2 separate regions of the Drosophila melanogaster genome follow, and region 1 is linked to region 2. The links are chromatin contacts, called in public Hi-C maps. All regions are on one chromosome and are shown on one strand. The core of a region is the stretch at or near the end of the contact, and the rest is flanking DNA. Distances in the headings are between cores, read along the strand shown.

Region 1 (7,572 bases), core at 3,852-6,351, 240 kb before region 2:
CACCAGCTGGGGCAGCCCCACTTTCTGCACCCGCACCACTCGTCGCCCGCCTCGAACAGCTCCAGCCTGGGATTCCCCTCGTCCTCGACGGCCTCTTCGCAGGCCTCGCCCGGCCAGGCGCCCGCCTCCTCCTCCGCCTCCACTTCGAATTTTACTGCTCCATTCCAAGGTGGGACAGCCGGCGTAGACCCGGCCAGGACGTCCACATCTTCTGCGGGAAACTACGACCAGGGCCCGGTCACTCCCACCACAAATGCATTCAACTGAGCACGCCGCAACCCCAATTTGTCGCCGGGGTTGTAAGTTCCGATGGGGCAGGAGGATGCGCAGGACCACCCACTGCGGCGCAGCAAAGAGCGGAGAGCCACCCTGCATCCCAGCCACCCATCCACCCATCCACCCAGTCCCCCAGCTATTGGGGGTCAGAGCTTCGGCCGTAAAAAAGGTCATTTTGTGTAATTCCAGCTACTTTGGGTTAATTGAGGAATTGTGATAGCCCGTAGCATCGCAGAGCAATACTCGGAAACGAGAGCCAATTTGTTACTTAGCCTGTTATCCTTCGCTTCTAGTTGTAAGCAGACATTCGGCAGAGGTCCTTTATTCCATACGAGGTCTCATCATTAAATAATTATAAGTTCGCACACACATTAAATACATGAAATCGCAAATGCAAAACTAGTTCAGAGTGCGCACTGGCTTGGGATGTGGCCTTGAGTCTCGAGCATCCCTACACGGAGCACCTGATGGCCAGAATGAGGAAGGCCAGGCTGAAGGAAACGAAGGAAATGCGGTCCACGGCGGTGGCCAGCAGCGCCCAGTCGAACTGGTTGGCCTTGGCGCCCGGCACCTCGGTGTGGTTGATGCCCAGCGGACTGGACTCCTGCTCGTCCGCCTCCTCGTACGGGTGCTCGTCCATCTCCTTGGTCTTCTCCGCCTGCGACTCGCCGGTGGTGCTGAACACCGAGAGCAGCAGCCACGTGCCCAGGTGCCCGTGCAACAGCTTTCTCAGCGCCTCCGGCAGGCGCCTCTTGTGCTTGCCTGTGGCCAGGTACAGAACTAGAACCTCGACGATGGTGGAGACGCTCAGATACAGCAGGCTGGTGCTGTAGAAGATTACTGCAATTATAGGAATGCCCGGTGAGTGGTCGGTAAGTTCGGTAATATTCTGCGATGTTTAGGGTACTTAGCATCTAGTTTTCAGAACTGAACTGATGAAATGGCAATGGGGAGCACTCACCCACAAGTGGAGTATTGTTGGACAGCACTGGCAGGAGCTGGGCGAAGTACATGAGGAAGGCGGCGATCACGATGATGAGCAGGCCGTTGATCATGATCTTCTCGCCGCCCATGTGGGGAGGCAGCCAGAAGGCTGAGAGGGCCAGGATGACGATGCAGGACGCGGGTGTGTAGATGACGGCCGTGTACATGGAGGAGCGCCGCTGAGCCGTCAGAGTGTACTCCATGTAGCCGTAGTAGTCCTGACTGACAAAGTGGGCTCGCGAGTCCACGATTTCCCACTCCGGTGACTGAACCAGGTCGTCGTGGTCAAGGGACTCTCCTCTCGCCGTGCCGTTCTCCGGCAGGACGACCTTCAGGCCCCAGGAGCCGATCTTCAACTTGCAGCTCTGCTTGTCGTGGGGCCAGTTGAGCATGTTGAGTTCGCAGTAGGCCGTGTACACGGCTGGAGGCATCCACCGGAAGTGGCCATCGTGGCTGAGGGTCACCTGGGTTTCGGCCATCAGGCCACCTTCGTCGCCGTTGAAGAGTGTGATTTGGGGGGTCCAGACCTCGCTGGACTTCAAAGTGATCTGCGTGATGTTGTCATATTGTGACGGTTGCCACACGCGCTCCTCGTCTCTCCATCGCTAGAAAACCACGATTGCTTCTGGTTAGTTGATTGGATATTCAGATATTCATAAATGCACTACACTTATTAGCTTTATAGTACTCTCTCAAAAAAAAAAAAAAACAAAACAAAACAACACTTCAGTTCAGTTCAGATAACACGCTTTCCAAAATTGCTTATCAGAGTTGTGAACTTGAGGGAACTCGGAAATTATCTGGTTTCTCAGCTACTCGAGACGAAGGAGAGGACGAAGGAGAGGACTGGACTTACGAGATTCAGCCAGCAGTGGGTGGTCAGCTTGCCGTTCAACTCGTCGATGTCTATGTAGGTGACCACCATTTCCAGGGACACGTTCGTGGGGGTTCCTTGGAACACCGGCTGCACATCGCTGTCGTAGTTCGTGAACAGGCCGGCGTGGAGGCGATCCAGGGCCTTGACATTGGCGTTCTTGGGGTCCGCGGTGGCTGGAGGGGATTCGAGATCACACTTATCAGCGGCTTATGCAACTCCGGAGCCGTAAACACTTACCAGTGGCGCCTGGCACGGAAGTCAGCCCCATAAGAAGCATCCCCATTAGCATTTGCAGCAGTAGTGGCAGTCCAGGACCGGAAACTGGTGCCTTTATCTTGGGAGTCGTCGTCATTGTTCAGCGCGCCTTTGTTTCGGATGTACGGTGCTGTGCTCTCGAAATCTGAATGGGAACTGAGCTCGGTTTGCGGCTTGGCACATGGCCGAGGCTCCTCCGATATCTCGGTGTTCCTCTGCCGACGCAGCAGATAAAGCAGCAGCCGACATATTTGGGTTTTGTGTGGGAGCCGTGCTCACATGTACTGACTTCGGGGAGGTTCGAGAGTCAGTTCTCTTAAGAACTTAATCAATTCAAAAGCATTTACATATATCAGCATAAAATAAACTTAAAAATCCATTTCACTTATTTTTGTTTCGCAAAAATGCCAAACATATGATTAATAAATTGAGGAGAACTGGTGAACAATTAGCTCGATAAGCTAGCAGGTTTTCACAAACTAAGTTCGGGATTCACTAATTTCAAATCAGATTTATCAGTTTTGAATCTCAACCGTTTTGGTATATTTTTCGGGAGTTTGGTGGCGGTGCGACCCCACCACAGAGGGTGGTATATTTTTGGTATACTGCGGTGCGTCCGATAGGCCCAGACGATGACCAGCGGTACCGATAACACAGATTGTTGACGTGTGCTGCTGCGTGTCATTTCGCTTTTCACCCCCGCAAGCCGGCGATTTTCAGGAACGGATTGGATTGGACAGCACAGCATGGCGGAGGAAGTCATCGGAACCGTTAAGGAGGTGCTGAAGGGCATCATCGAGAATGTGAACGCGCCGAAGAACGAGTCGGCGCCGGGCGAGAAGAAGCCCTCGACTCCGGAGGGCATGGCGGTGGCCTACAGCAGCCTGGTGGTGATGGCCATGCTGCCCATCATCTTCGGCTCCATCCGCTCCGTGAAGCTGCACAAGCTGAAGAAGGTATGTGAAGCAGACTCAGCCCGGAAGCTGCATTAACATGTTTCCCGTAATTCCCACTCCCTGCAGTCAACGGGCGAGAAGGCGGACACGATGACCAAGAAAGACGCCATGTACTTCCCGCTGATCGCGTCGGCAGCCCTCTTCGGGCTGTACCTGTTCTTCAAGATCTTCCAGAAGGTGCACATCAACTACCTGCTCACCGGCTACTTCTTCGTGCTGGGAGTTATTGCTCTGGCGCACCTGCTCAGTCCGGTGATCAACTCGCTGATGCCCGCCGCCGTGCCGAAGGTGCCCTTCCACATCCTGTTCACTAAGGGGGAGGGCAAGCACAAGGAAGACATCGTTAACTACAAGTTCTCCACGCACGACATTGTCTGCCTGGTGATCTCCTCGGCGATCGGAGTGTGGTACCTGCTCAAGAAGCACTGGATCGCCAACAATCTGTTCGGTCTGGCCTTCGCCATCAACGGCGTGGAGATGCTGCACCTGAACAACTTCGTCACGGGCGTCATCTTGCTGAGCGGCCTGTTCTTCTACGACATCTTCTGGGTATTCGGCACCAACGTGATGGTCACCGTGGCCAAGAGCTTCGAGGCGCCCATCAAGCTAGTGTTCCCCCAGGACCTGATCGAGAACGGCCTGAACGCCTCGAACTTCGCAATGCTGGGACTAGGCGACATCGTTATTCCGGGCATCTTCATCGCTCTGCTGCTGCGCTTCGACGACAGCAAGAAGCGCAAGACGCGCATCTACTTCTACTCCACGCTGATTGCCTACTTCCTTGGCCTGCTGGCCACCATCTTCGTGATGCATGTGTTCAAGCATGCGCAGCCGGCTCTGCTCTACCTGGTGCCAGCCTGCATGGGCACGCCCCTCCTGGTGGCCCTCATCCGCGGCGAGCTGAAGGTGCTCTTTGCGTAAGTGTGGACTGCGCTGGGCGCTCGACTTGAAACTAAACTAACTCATTCTCGCCCCCACTGCAGCTATGAAGATCATCCCGAGGAGAAGCCCGAAAAGAAGGAGAAGAAGGAGAAGGACGAGGGCGTCAGCTCGTCCGGCAGCAAAAAGAAGGAGTCGAAAAAGGGCAAGTAGAGCCGGGAGGACGCAACATCCGAACAACATCCCCACTCGTTCCATCGTAAATGTCTTCTGCAGCTAGCCAAGCTCCCTTTCGTTTCGATATGGCTTCTCCATCTACCGCAGTCCATAGCTCATATGGACTAACACCGCTACAAAAGACGATTCACTTACTGAGTTAGTTATGTACGTTCCTTGGCCAGGCACAACAATCTTATTTAGTTCGGTTAGGTTACAATTGTAGAAAATGTTCCCTCGACTTTTTTACCGCAATCAATTTAAATATGTATTTCAAATATTTCTGTGGCTCCGCACAGGAGGCTTATATGTTTAAGAACAGTTTAGATACAAATATATTCCAATTTTTGTAAACAGTGCAATTTTGACTACGAATTCTACATTGCATTTCTTAAAACTAATGCAGTAATTTGTGTAAACAGTAATGCGAATAAATTTTAATTCTAACGTTTAATTAAACTAGTTTTGTATTGAGTAGAGGGTTTTTAGGAATGTAACGGCTTAAGAGAAAAACCTAATACATTTTAAGTTGAGCTTACCAAAATCCAAAGAATTTTTAAATTTAAAACATAATACAAAAGTGCTTTGAAAAAGTCAGTATTTTAATACCACTGTTTATCCACGGCCACACTAAATATCGATAACCGCATAGTGAGACCCTTTGTGTAGAAAAACTTATACCTTTAGCGAGCACAAGCGTTCATTCCTGAAAAATTGCGGTAAAAATTGCGAAAAGCGCGAGTTCCCCCCGCGATTGCAAATAATTAATTTGCTTGGAACCACTGGAGACGCAAGGACGAACAGAGAGGTAGGTGCTCTTGCACTTAGCGCGCCAAAAGGCGACAAAGCCCCTCGTAGGCCACTTACCCACACACACACATTCGCAGACAGACGCGCGTGCAAAAAAGGCCAAGTGGGACTGCTAGCGGAAATCCAGGACTCGAGGACACGTTCGGGCGGCAGTAGAGAAGCGAGCAAGCAGCGACGACCATGTCCGGCATTGCTATTACACGATTGGGGGAGGAGCGCAAGGCCTGGCGCAAGGATCACCCATTCGGGTTCGTCGCACGACCCGCCAAGAACCCTGACGGCACCCTCAACCTGATGATCTGGGAGTGCGCCATTCCCGGCAAGAAGTCCACCCCCTGGGAGGGCGGGCTCTACAAGCTGCGCATGATCTTCAAGGACGACTACCCCACCTCGCCGCCCAAGTGCAAGTTCGAACCGCCGCTGTTCCACCCGAACGTCTATCCCTCGGGCACTGTTTGCCTGTCGCTGCTGGACGAGGAGAAGGACTGGCGCCCCGCCATCACCATCAAGCAAATCCTGCTGGGCATCCAGGACCTGCTCAACGAGCCGAACATCAAGGACCCAGCCCAGGCGGAGGCCTACACCATCTACTGCCAGAACCGACTGGAGTACGAGAAGCGCGTGCGTGCCCAGGCCCGCGCCATGGCGGCCACTGAGTAGTCGGGCTCCTGCCAACCACCTTTACCACATAGACATTAACAAATACACACATCTAGCCGGTAAGCGTTTGTTTGGAATGCTCTCCACGTCTACTTACTTTTAAAGAATCGACTAATTTTGGATAGCCCCCGCGGCCCGAAGCATCTAATTTTTTAATGTTCTGCACTTGCTTAATTACCAGCATGTACCATCTGAATAAATACAAATAAGTCCTGTAATTTTTCGATGAGGCCCAAAGTGGCCACGTGGCACCCAGAATTCGACGCTCTTTTCAGCTTCCATTCTGGGTGCAGGTGCCGATTATTCTACGGGCTATTTTGTATCGCGAGTACTACGTACAAACCTATGTAATTTCAATAAAAATTTATTAGTTGTAAAAGCTTATGCATTTTAAAGCGGAAAGGATTTCCCAGCAAATGTGCAGTCGAGCACTTGTTGGTCGTCAGTAGCCGTACAGCTGGATTTAGTGCTTGAATTATTCCATATAAAGTTCTTCCTTTTGCTTATTATTTAAGTAACATGACTATTTTTAAATTTAAGCATTTTATTTAAAAACTTGTTCAGTCCATTTTTACCTTTATATTTTATTTGATTTTTAGGCATTTGAAGCTGGTCACATTTCCCAACTATTTCAGCTGATCTGGCAAGTCCGCCAACATTACTATGCATAATTTTTGGCTGATCTGGTAGCATTCGCTGCTGATATAGCAATGCTTCCAGCTAACGGTTCATTTCCAACGAGGCCGCCATATTGAAAAATGCCCAGTTAAAACACCTACTGAGATTTGTGTTCGCCTGGTACTTCAGTCTGGGGAATCCGGCATACTGACAGCTGAATTTATTATTTTTCCCGAGGATGCTCATATATTTCGAACTGAATTACCAGGGAAGCATAAGCGTGGAAAGGTGTTTTTAAAACAACCGCCAGGATTCCCAAAGTCTTGGTTTTGGTGGGCATGCTCTATTCTGAGTACCAGGCGAACAGAACTTCTAGTAGGCTACCAACGATCAGCTGATCTATCTGATGCCTGGTCTAATCTAACGGTTCTTTTATTAGGGATGCCACAATATTTTTCTATTGATCCGGTAATATGTCCGATGTTTGACAATATTTTAATCAATCTGGCAACTATGTCGTCATAACATTTTTCGCTAATCTGGCAGCACTCAAATCGTTCGTTGAATTCAAAAATGTAAAATGTCGTTTAGTTACTAATTTCACTATATTTTATATTGAATAAATTAATTACTTTTATTGTCGCACACACTTAATAAATAATGTACTCATTTAAATTACACAGTTAGAATTGCTCGCTTTATGGGGAACAGCGAGTAATTTACATTATAGTATTGGATCTACATTGGAATACTTCGCCTCCTTCTACTCCGCAGACCATTGCAAACTTGTAGTTTCTCGCCCTCAATTTAATTTCTGTCTAAGTGGTAAGCTTTGGCATGCATTATATGTCATGGTTCCCACTTAATGGGTATGCGCCTAAATTAATGTACCTAAGTATCTATGTGTTATTCCTTTAGGTGTACTGTATATGTACGGGAGTACGATGTATATATCTACTTCTATCGATCGGTAAGTCGAAGGAGTCAGTCCCCAAATGGAGTTGGAAGTGGAGGGCAGCGACGGGAGATTTTCCGGGAATA
Region 2 (7,491 bases), core at 4,772-7,271:
TTCGTTTGTACATTTATTTTTCTTTGTTCCGACTGAGTGTATATGTGTTGTGTGTGTGTTTGTATCTCTTTAAAAATTAAGGCTTTGTTTTTGAACAAAAAAATGACAAAAAATTGAAGGAAAATTAACGTTAGCAACAATCAACTGATCACATCGAGTAAACGTACGTAGATTTCACTTAAAACTACTTTAAATCAGTTATAATATAACAACAAATATTAGAGCAAGGGGTGGGGCCCCAAAGCTGTTGCGGCTAGGTTATCAAAACCTTAACCTGATTTCGCAAACGTTTTGCAAGCGTGTGCTTCTTTGTTTCGTTTTTAGAATATTTACATGAACACGACGAAATGTGCTGAAGAAATGCAGAAAATTTCTTCACGATCCTACCCCGCCCCTTTAGACAACGCGCAGCGTAATAACAATATTTATAATGGATACGGGATAGGGCGTTGATGCAACAACAGATAGCTCGACTTATCAATTATCACGCGAAATGCAGTATTACAAAAAAATATGTTTGTATAAAATTAATCTTACTCGTATTGTTAATAAGATTACTTTTCCAATTAGAAAATTTCGTTCTTCTACAAAGAGCTTCTAGCAAGCTGTTAAACATTGATCACCGAAAACGTTTTCCCTTTGTTTTTCTTTTGTTTCTGGAGCCGTCTAATTCTTGAGGGGATAGCGGAGGGCAGTTAAACTGCCAGCGCCATCCATCACACACAAAAAGTAATCATGCACAGATATATATATATATATATATATAGCCTATATATGCTGATGTACACAATCGGCGATGGCCGAAATAATAGCATTGCTATTGTAACACTAGGTAACGCGTGTTACTTTGGCTCTCATTACTCAATATCGTAAGAAATAGCGTTGTGACAAGGAGCCTTTTTCATATAAAAATATTATATTGGCAGTTCGGACACTAAATTACTAATCTGAATACATGTTAGGGTAATCGAAAACCGCTTTACTAGCTTGATGTTACGAAGAAAAGAATTTGAACCAAAAAACCTTTTTTGTCTGACTTTCGAGTCATTCTAATAAATTAATGATACTGGCATATCCAGCTTAAGCCTTTTGACAGAGCCTGCAAAGCTATTATTTGGACCGCAGCCGTGTTTATATCTAGAGTTAGAGAGAGTTAGGGCTTTAGAGCAAGCTAGAATTAGAGAGATAGATAGCTAGCCTGAGGTTGAGGGCTCGTTTAGCGGCAATTTGATGTGCGGCTCCTACTGCGATGTGCTGAAGTTGGAGGGCGAAATGGAGGCCGGAGCCGCCTCCGCCTCGAGGCTTCCAGTTCCATCTACGACGTCATGTTCACGGGACCGACTCGTGGGAATCGGCGCACTGCTGCCCATCATTGGCGGCGGCCTCAACGTGGCTGCCTGCTCGTACTCCAGATCCATTTCCTCCTGCAATTGGATCATCTGAACTTGCAGCGGGTTGTTCTTCCAGTACAAGACAGGCCAGCGCAATGTCGTGGTCAGCGTGTCGTTATGCTCCTCCAGCGAATTGTTGGCATAGTGCTCCACCAGACTCTTCAGCGTGGCATATATATTGTAAGGGGCAGCAAATCCAAAGCCGGTGCTCGTCTCGTAAATAAGGCAGTGCTGCACGATGTTCTTGCAGGCAATGGACAGAGCATAGTGACCCGCATCTCTCGCTCGAATCAGGAAGGTGCCCGATGGCGCCCCCTTAAGCATCTCCTCCGCATTCCTTCTCTTGGCATCCTTTAGCAACCAGAGAGCTTCGTTGCTGTGCGGCTGGTTGGAGACTGTCTCATAAAGTTGCTGCCACTTGTCGAAGCCCATCTGCAATATCATCTTCAGATCGTCGTCCTTGAGGTTGAATCCTTTTAGGCGCCTACAGGTATAAGGAAGAAGAATGGATCAGAAATTAGAAGTGCTAAAATATTTTAATATTTCCGAGTGTGTTTGGCATTACAAACGAATCTCGACCAATACACGATAATTTGAACCCATTTGGGATATTAACTAGTATTGAAAGTGACAGTCTTTTGACAGTAAGACAGTTCAAACTCAACACCTGTTGAATATGTAATATGAATTTTCCCAATTATATGAAACTCAATTTTATGCTTTTGGTGTACGTGACTTTATAGGCGTGGCTAATCTGCACCAAATTATAAAATCGAATCTATGTAGGTGCCTCCTGAGCCTTTGCTAATGACTGGCATCGATTTAGAACTGATACTGATACTGATGGCTCAGTAACCCCATGCAATTTCAACTGACGACGAAACTCTTGATAACCAAATACGACTGCGTATTTTGGCCGCCGCTCGGTCTACGAAAGTGTAGACTCGCGGGTTTCCGCATCACGATCGGGCGATCAGGCAATCGGGCCATAAGGGGGGCTTCTTTGTTGCCTGACTATCCAAGTGACTAAGTTGCTGAGACGCGATAAGCACACGGCAGGGTGATATCATGGATCACTGCAGCGATGGAATCAAGTTAGGACAACGCACAAGAACTTAAGGCACTCGGCGAAAGACCTTTATCTAATCAGAGCTTGGGCTCAAATTGGAAGGGGAAGACACTCGGAGTGTTTTATCTTATGACGGTGGTCGCCTAATCTCTGCAAATTTAAAGACACAAGAGCTAAAAACCTTGAGATTGCAAAAAGCAGCCCTGAATAATACACAGATACACAGGCGCAATTAGGTGGTATATAGAAAGGAAGAAGCTTGAAAAAAGTACGTCTGATAAGCGTTGCTATCTTTAGCGAGGTGCTAACCTTATCTAGAGGCCTCCTTGCCTCCTACCAGTTGGCACTTCCCCAAGCTGTCACTTGTGCTGAAACACTCTGGGTGATTCTCATAGAAACCAAGTAAGCTCATCCAACGATGACGTACCCCGCCAAGCATAAAGGCCTGTTGCTAGGCGAAAGTCACCTTTTGCTTTTCGTTTTTCGCCCTACAACCGAACGGCCGCAGATTGTGGGAAGTGCGAAGATGGGTCAAAAGAAACGAATAATCACTACAATTAAAGGGGAAGCATCCCCCATTGGTTAACTCGAGTCAAATTCAAGGCTTTAGTTGATATTGCAAAGCAGAATATTCTTGAATCCTGGGCGAAATTTCAGGGACTAGTATTCCTCACTAATCGACTTATATTTTTGCTGGGATAGAGATCGGCTTACAATCATGTATATTAACTGCTTATTTAGTTAATTCAGCCTTAATGTGACCTGGATACACAAACACACAGAAAAACTGAAGGCATATCCACGAATCTTTCGATAAGTGGTTTTCTTAATATTTAAAAGAAATTCCTCAACGTTTGGGTGGAATTCAAAATTACCGCCATATACACTGACCTTGATAAGGAGAAATATATATGAACTTCTGCGCATACAAATAAAAATTGATCCGATAAACACTTCGACTTGGATAACAAAATCCAAGACTCTCCTATTCAGAAGATAAGCGGCAAAGAGGTATCCCAACGTTCCAGTTCGGAGGGGGTTATTGTTTTCCCTTTAGCAGGGAATTTATCTGCTTTTATGTTCGCGAACTACATTTCACTTTGCAGTAGCAAATAACTGAAATGGTTTTCCGAAAATAAGCTCGCTCGCTTGGCTAGAAAATCGCAGGCCAGGGAATGAATGGCAAGGCACGTAGACGCCTCGCTGGCGTGAAAAATTCAAGAGTTAGCGGGGCGGGGGAGGAAGTGGTCGCCGTTAACAGTGTTATGCCATTATTATCGGTATCATATCGGTCAGACAAGCTGCCGACTCTCGGCCAGAATGAGTGATCGGCCGACTGAGCCGCATGTGAAACAAACGAGAACCGTTGAAAGGCTTTTAAATTCCAACCCTTCCTAGCTGAAAACTCCAAACTTCAATCAAACAGCTGGCTAGTGAAAAGCATTCCCAGATATTAATTACTATATATTGCATTACTATTGATAGCTAAAAGTAGTTGCAAGGACTTCAAATCGGGACTTACTCAATGTACTTGTCCTTGCGCAACTGCAGTATCTGTAATTCCGGCTTCAGGGCGTTGATCTGTCGCTCGAGCAGTAGCTCCTCCTTCTTCTTGTTCTCCATGTAGTGGTTAAGGACTTGACCCTTGGCCTGAAGAGCATCCAGCAGATTGAGGAGTGTCTGCTTGTGCTCCTGCAGACTCCGGCGAGCGTTGGCATTGGCCGCTGCGGATGCGGCTGCGTTAGCTCCATCTCCAGCTCCTCCTGCCTCCGTGGACGGGGCATCCGCTGGCGCCTTCATGAAGGATTCATTGAGCTTGATTTGATTGCGGAATATCTTCTCTGTATTCCCGAATACGCTCTGGTGCAGCTTCTTCTCCTGCAGCTCCTCTCGAATCGCATTGAATGAGTTGCGCTTATTCTCGAGATTTTGCTCAAGATTCTGAAGCAGCTGGCAGGTCCTGATGAATTCGTTGCTCAGCAGACAAAGATCCCCGTGCGGCTGCGACTCCTCATCCTCGCGGGCTCGCACAATCGGATTACTCAGTGTTATGTCCAGCGTCTTGTTGTACATGCTCAGAGAGTTCTCCTTGTAGTAGTTGATCATCTCCACCACCGAATTGAACAGGTCCGTCTCGATAAAGCCGTACTTGCGATCCATGTGGCATATCTTTATTAGCTTCTCGCATCCGTCCTTCATCAGGGTCAGAGTGTACTCGCCCTTCATCGAGAGGGCGTCCCGCACCAAAAAGCTGCCGTCCGGCTTTCCGTGCAGGATGCTCTTGGCTTCCTCCCTCGATATCCGGCCCCAGTACCATGGGGCCATGCGTAGCTCGTCCTCGTTGGGATCGACCAGCGATCCGGGCGCCTGTGGCCGCATCGTCGAGTAGTGGAGCGGGGAGGGTTGCACTGCACAATAAGAATTAATTTAAAATTTAAAAAAATTATTTAAAATATTGATAAAGTATTTCATGTAAATTCCCTATCTTATATGTATGCAATTTTATCTATTTTTTAAACTAAATTTTAGTTTACAAGTGTAAAAACAAATATAACATTGGGTTTACATTGAAAATTTCCTTTTCTGTTAATAATCGCAATTCCTGTTAGAAAATGAAAACAAATGAATAGATTGCAGTTCCTCAAGCTAATAAATTATCCAGAATGTTAAGAGTATCTACATAAAGTGATCTCATCTGATTGTCCCAATCCTAAAACGACATTATATTGAGGCATTTAATAACTCTAATTTGAAACATAAACAGCTGAAAAAGGAGAATCTCTAGTGAAATCGAAGTCTTGGCAATGAGCCTTTATTTCGTTATTTGAGGGACCCAATCCATTAATAAATATTGGCCAAATATTGCGCCCCACCAGAAGCGAAAACAACAACTCTGTGTAAAAACGAGGCATGTAATCGCTGGCGTCCCGGTCTCTATCTAGCCTTCTCGCTCCCGCCCCCAGGCACCCCGCTAGCGACCTCTCGCTTCAACGCACTCGGGCCTGTTGCCAAGCGCCCCCGAAACGCAAATACTTACTTTTGTGGGTCTTGTGGGGTTTTCAATGGGTCGCAATTCTGGCGCTGCGGATGCTGCAGCGGCGAAAGAATCAATGGATATAGATCTGGAACTGGATCTGGATTTCGGGCTGCGGACTACTCGCCCCCCGTTCGCGATATCGCTATAGCTATAGCTCACCACCAGCGAATGGAGCACATCTTTCTATATTCTCGATTTCGCGATTCGACGGAACACTCACACTAGCAGCCGCACGCACACACGCACCAACACAAACGCATAAGACGGACACTACGACACACTGTTTAAAAAAAAATGGTTCGCTTTTGATTCTTATTTTCGTGGTTTTACCCACTCATTGGTTCTTTTAATTGGCGTGCAATTGTTTCAGTTGTAGCTGGATCAAAACATTCCCGTGCGGAGCTTTTGGACGACAGAAATTGGGGTTTAATCACAATATATCAGCACACCATTATTTTCGGGTAGAAATCGTGCGGTGTTGAACAGCGCTGTTGTTGCCATGCCACTTGCTGCGAGTGAGCTGCAGGGCCTTTGTAGCACTGGCGGCTTGCAGTGTTGAGCAAGACGAAACTACGTATCGGTTGGATATAATAACGTAAGCGCGGGAAACAGGGCTGCCCAAGAATACAAAATATTTCACACATTATAATTACAAAAAGGTTGGCCAGGTTGTTGCTTTTAATCATTTTAATTTCACAACTTAATTCATTCGAAATTATATTTTTTCAAAATAAAGATTTGCAGTCTATGCTTTTTTCCGAAAATATGCGATTTTGCATTATAATAACATTTAAATTTCTTATTTAAAAGGCGATTGGCGCAAATCATTCTTTGTATAAATATAAAATATATTCTAAATAATTTGGCAGCCCTGGAAAAACGTTAGAGAACGACTGCTAAGCCGTAAGTTACCCATCTTGTAGCCCTTGGGCGCCAAATTCAAAATCATAGCTTACCCTTCCGTGACTCGTTTATTGTACAAACAGAAACTTATTTTAGAGCTAAGCTACAGCATATTTATTGTAGTAAGAAAATAAGGACCATGACGTTTGGAGCCTACTCCACCCGTCTGCGTAAATCAATTAGGCAGACATTTATCAATGATTTTGTTTTCTCCTTTTAGTTTAAATTTCTGTTAATGGTAGTTATCGTCGTTCTGCGAATAGGCGATGTGATTTCTTAGGTAATTACGTTTAGCATTAATTGTGGCCCGTTTCATCAAAAACGATATATTGGTTAACCAGCTTAGAGACGCCATAATAATGCGTAATGGTTCTCTCCTGAATGTTTATCAATGGGGTTTGTGTGTGAGTTAGTGATTGTATGAGGATGTTCGTTTGTGGATCTGGAGTGCCTAGTGAATCTGAATGATGCCCGACTCCAGCAGTTTCATTATCTTATCGGCGATGGCAGGATTCTGCAAGTGTCTGAAATATAGAGGTTGTTAATTAAAATATAGTATACAGGTTGTTAATAATATATAAGACCAAAGAAACGTAAGTCTGCTTGTTAACTTCAAATGGGCTATTAATTTCTAGATTTTACCAATGAAACCCAAAAAAGCGAACGAATAAAGCCAAACGGGTACTTACTCTTTGACCGCATTGGGATCGCTTTGCATCTGCTCGAGGATCATACGCATAGCCGGATCCTTTAAGATCTGTTGAATCTCCGGGTCGGACATTGCGTTTTTGAGGACCTCCTGCGGATTGCGCTGGAAGTTCATCGAACACTGACGGTAGCCTTCAATGGCCTCCGCGTTGTTGGGGTCCAGTTCCAGGGCCTTTTGGTAAGCGGCTTGCGCCTTAGATTGTTGCTGCATGCCCTGTAGAATTTTGCCCTTGCGGATGTAGCCCTTTATGAACTTTTCGTCTAGCTTGATGCAAGTGTCGCAGTCCTTGAGGCCCAGATCAAAGGCGGCCAGCTTGGTGTAGCAGGCGGCGCGGTTACTATAGAGTTTGGGATCATCCGGATTGCGCTTGATGGCCTCGGTG

Evidence for each region. Hi-C and Micro-C count contacts between places; a contact is called where the count stands out from the background.
Region 1: a Hi-C map of the Kc167 cell line shows a contact between it and region 2, with 2.5 times the contacts expected there. The contact joins the promoter of lwr here to the promoter of Pi3K21B in region 2. A contact is called at or near these places in 7 of 107 Hi-C or Micro-C datasets (the Kc167 cell line, the OSC cell line, the S2 cell line and 2 more).

The regions. Positions count from the first base shown.
Region 1 is chr2L:540,109-547,680 of dm6, reverse strand. lwr (lesswright) reads left to right here and starts at 5,101. Exons shown (of 3, transcript NM_001272904.1): 1 at 5,101-5,251; 2 at 5,331-5,972; 3 at 6,513-7,082. The coding sequence starts at 5,434. The coding sequence ends at 5,913. It overlaps Spp (Signal peptide peptidase), which reads left to right and starts at 3,028. Exons shown (of 3, transcript NM_078720.3): 1 at 3,028-3,348; 2 at 3,415-4,265; 3 at 4,332-4,895. The coding sequence starts at 3,139. The coding sequence ends at 4,440. ush (u-shaped) reads right to left here. Exons shown (of 9, transcript NM_001272902.1): 9 at 7,149-7,572. Ets21C (Ets at 21C) reads left to right here. Exons shown (of 4, transcript NM_001298618.1): 3 at 1-1,148; 4 at 1,202-2,756. The coding sequence ends at 267. It also overlaps nAChRbeta3.
Region 2 is chr2L:296,410-303,900 of dm6, reverse strand. It overlaps Pi3K21B (Pi3K21B,), which reads right to left and starts at 6,021. Exons shown (of 3, transcript NM_001272888.1): 1 at 5,498-6,021; 2 at 3,983-4,868; 3 at 1-1,875. The coding sequence starts at 4,839. The coding sequence ends at 1,242. It overlaps Stip1 (Stress induced phosphoprotein 1), which reads right to left. Exons shown (of 4, transcript NM_058006.4): 3 at 7,090-7,491; 4 at 6,452-6,924. The coding sequence ends at 6,852.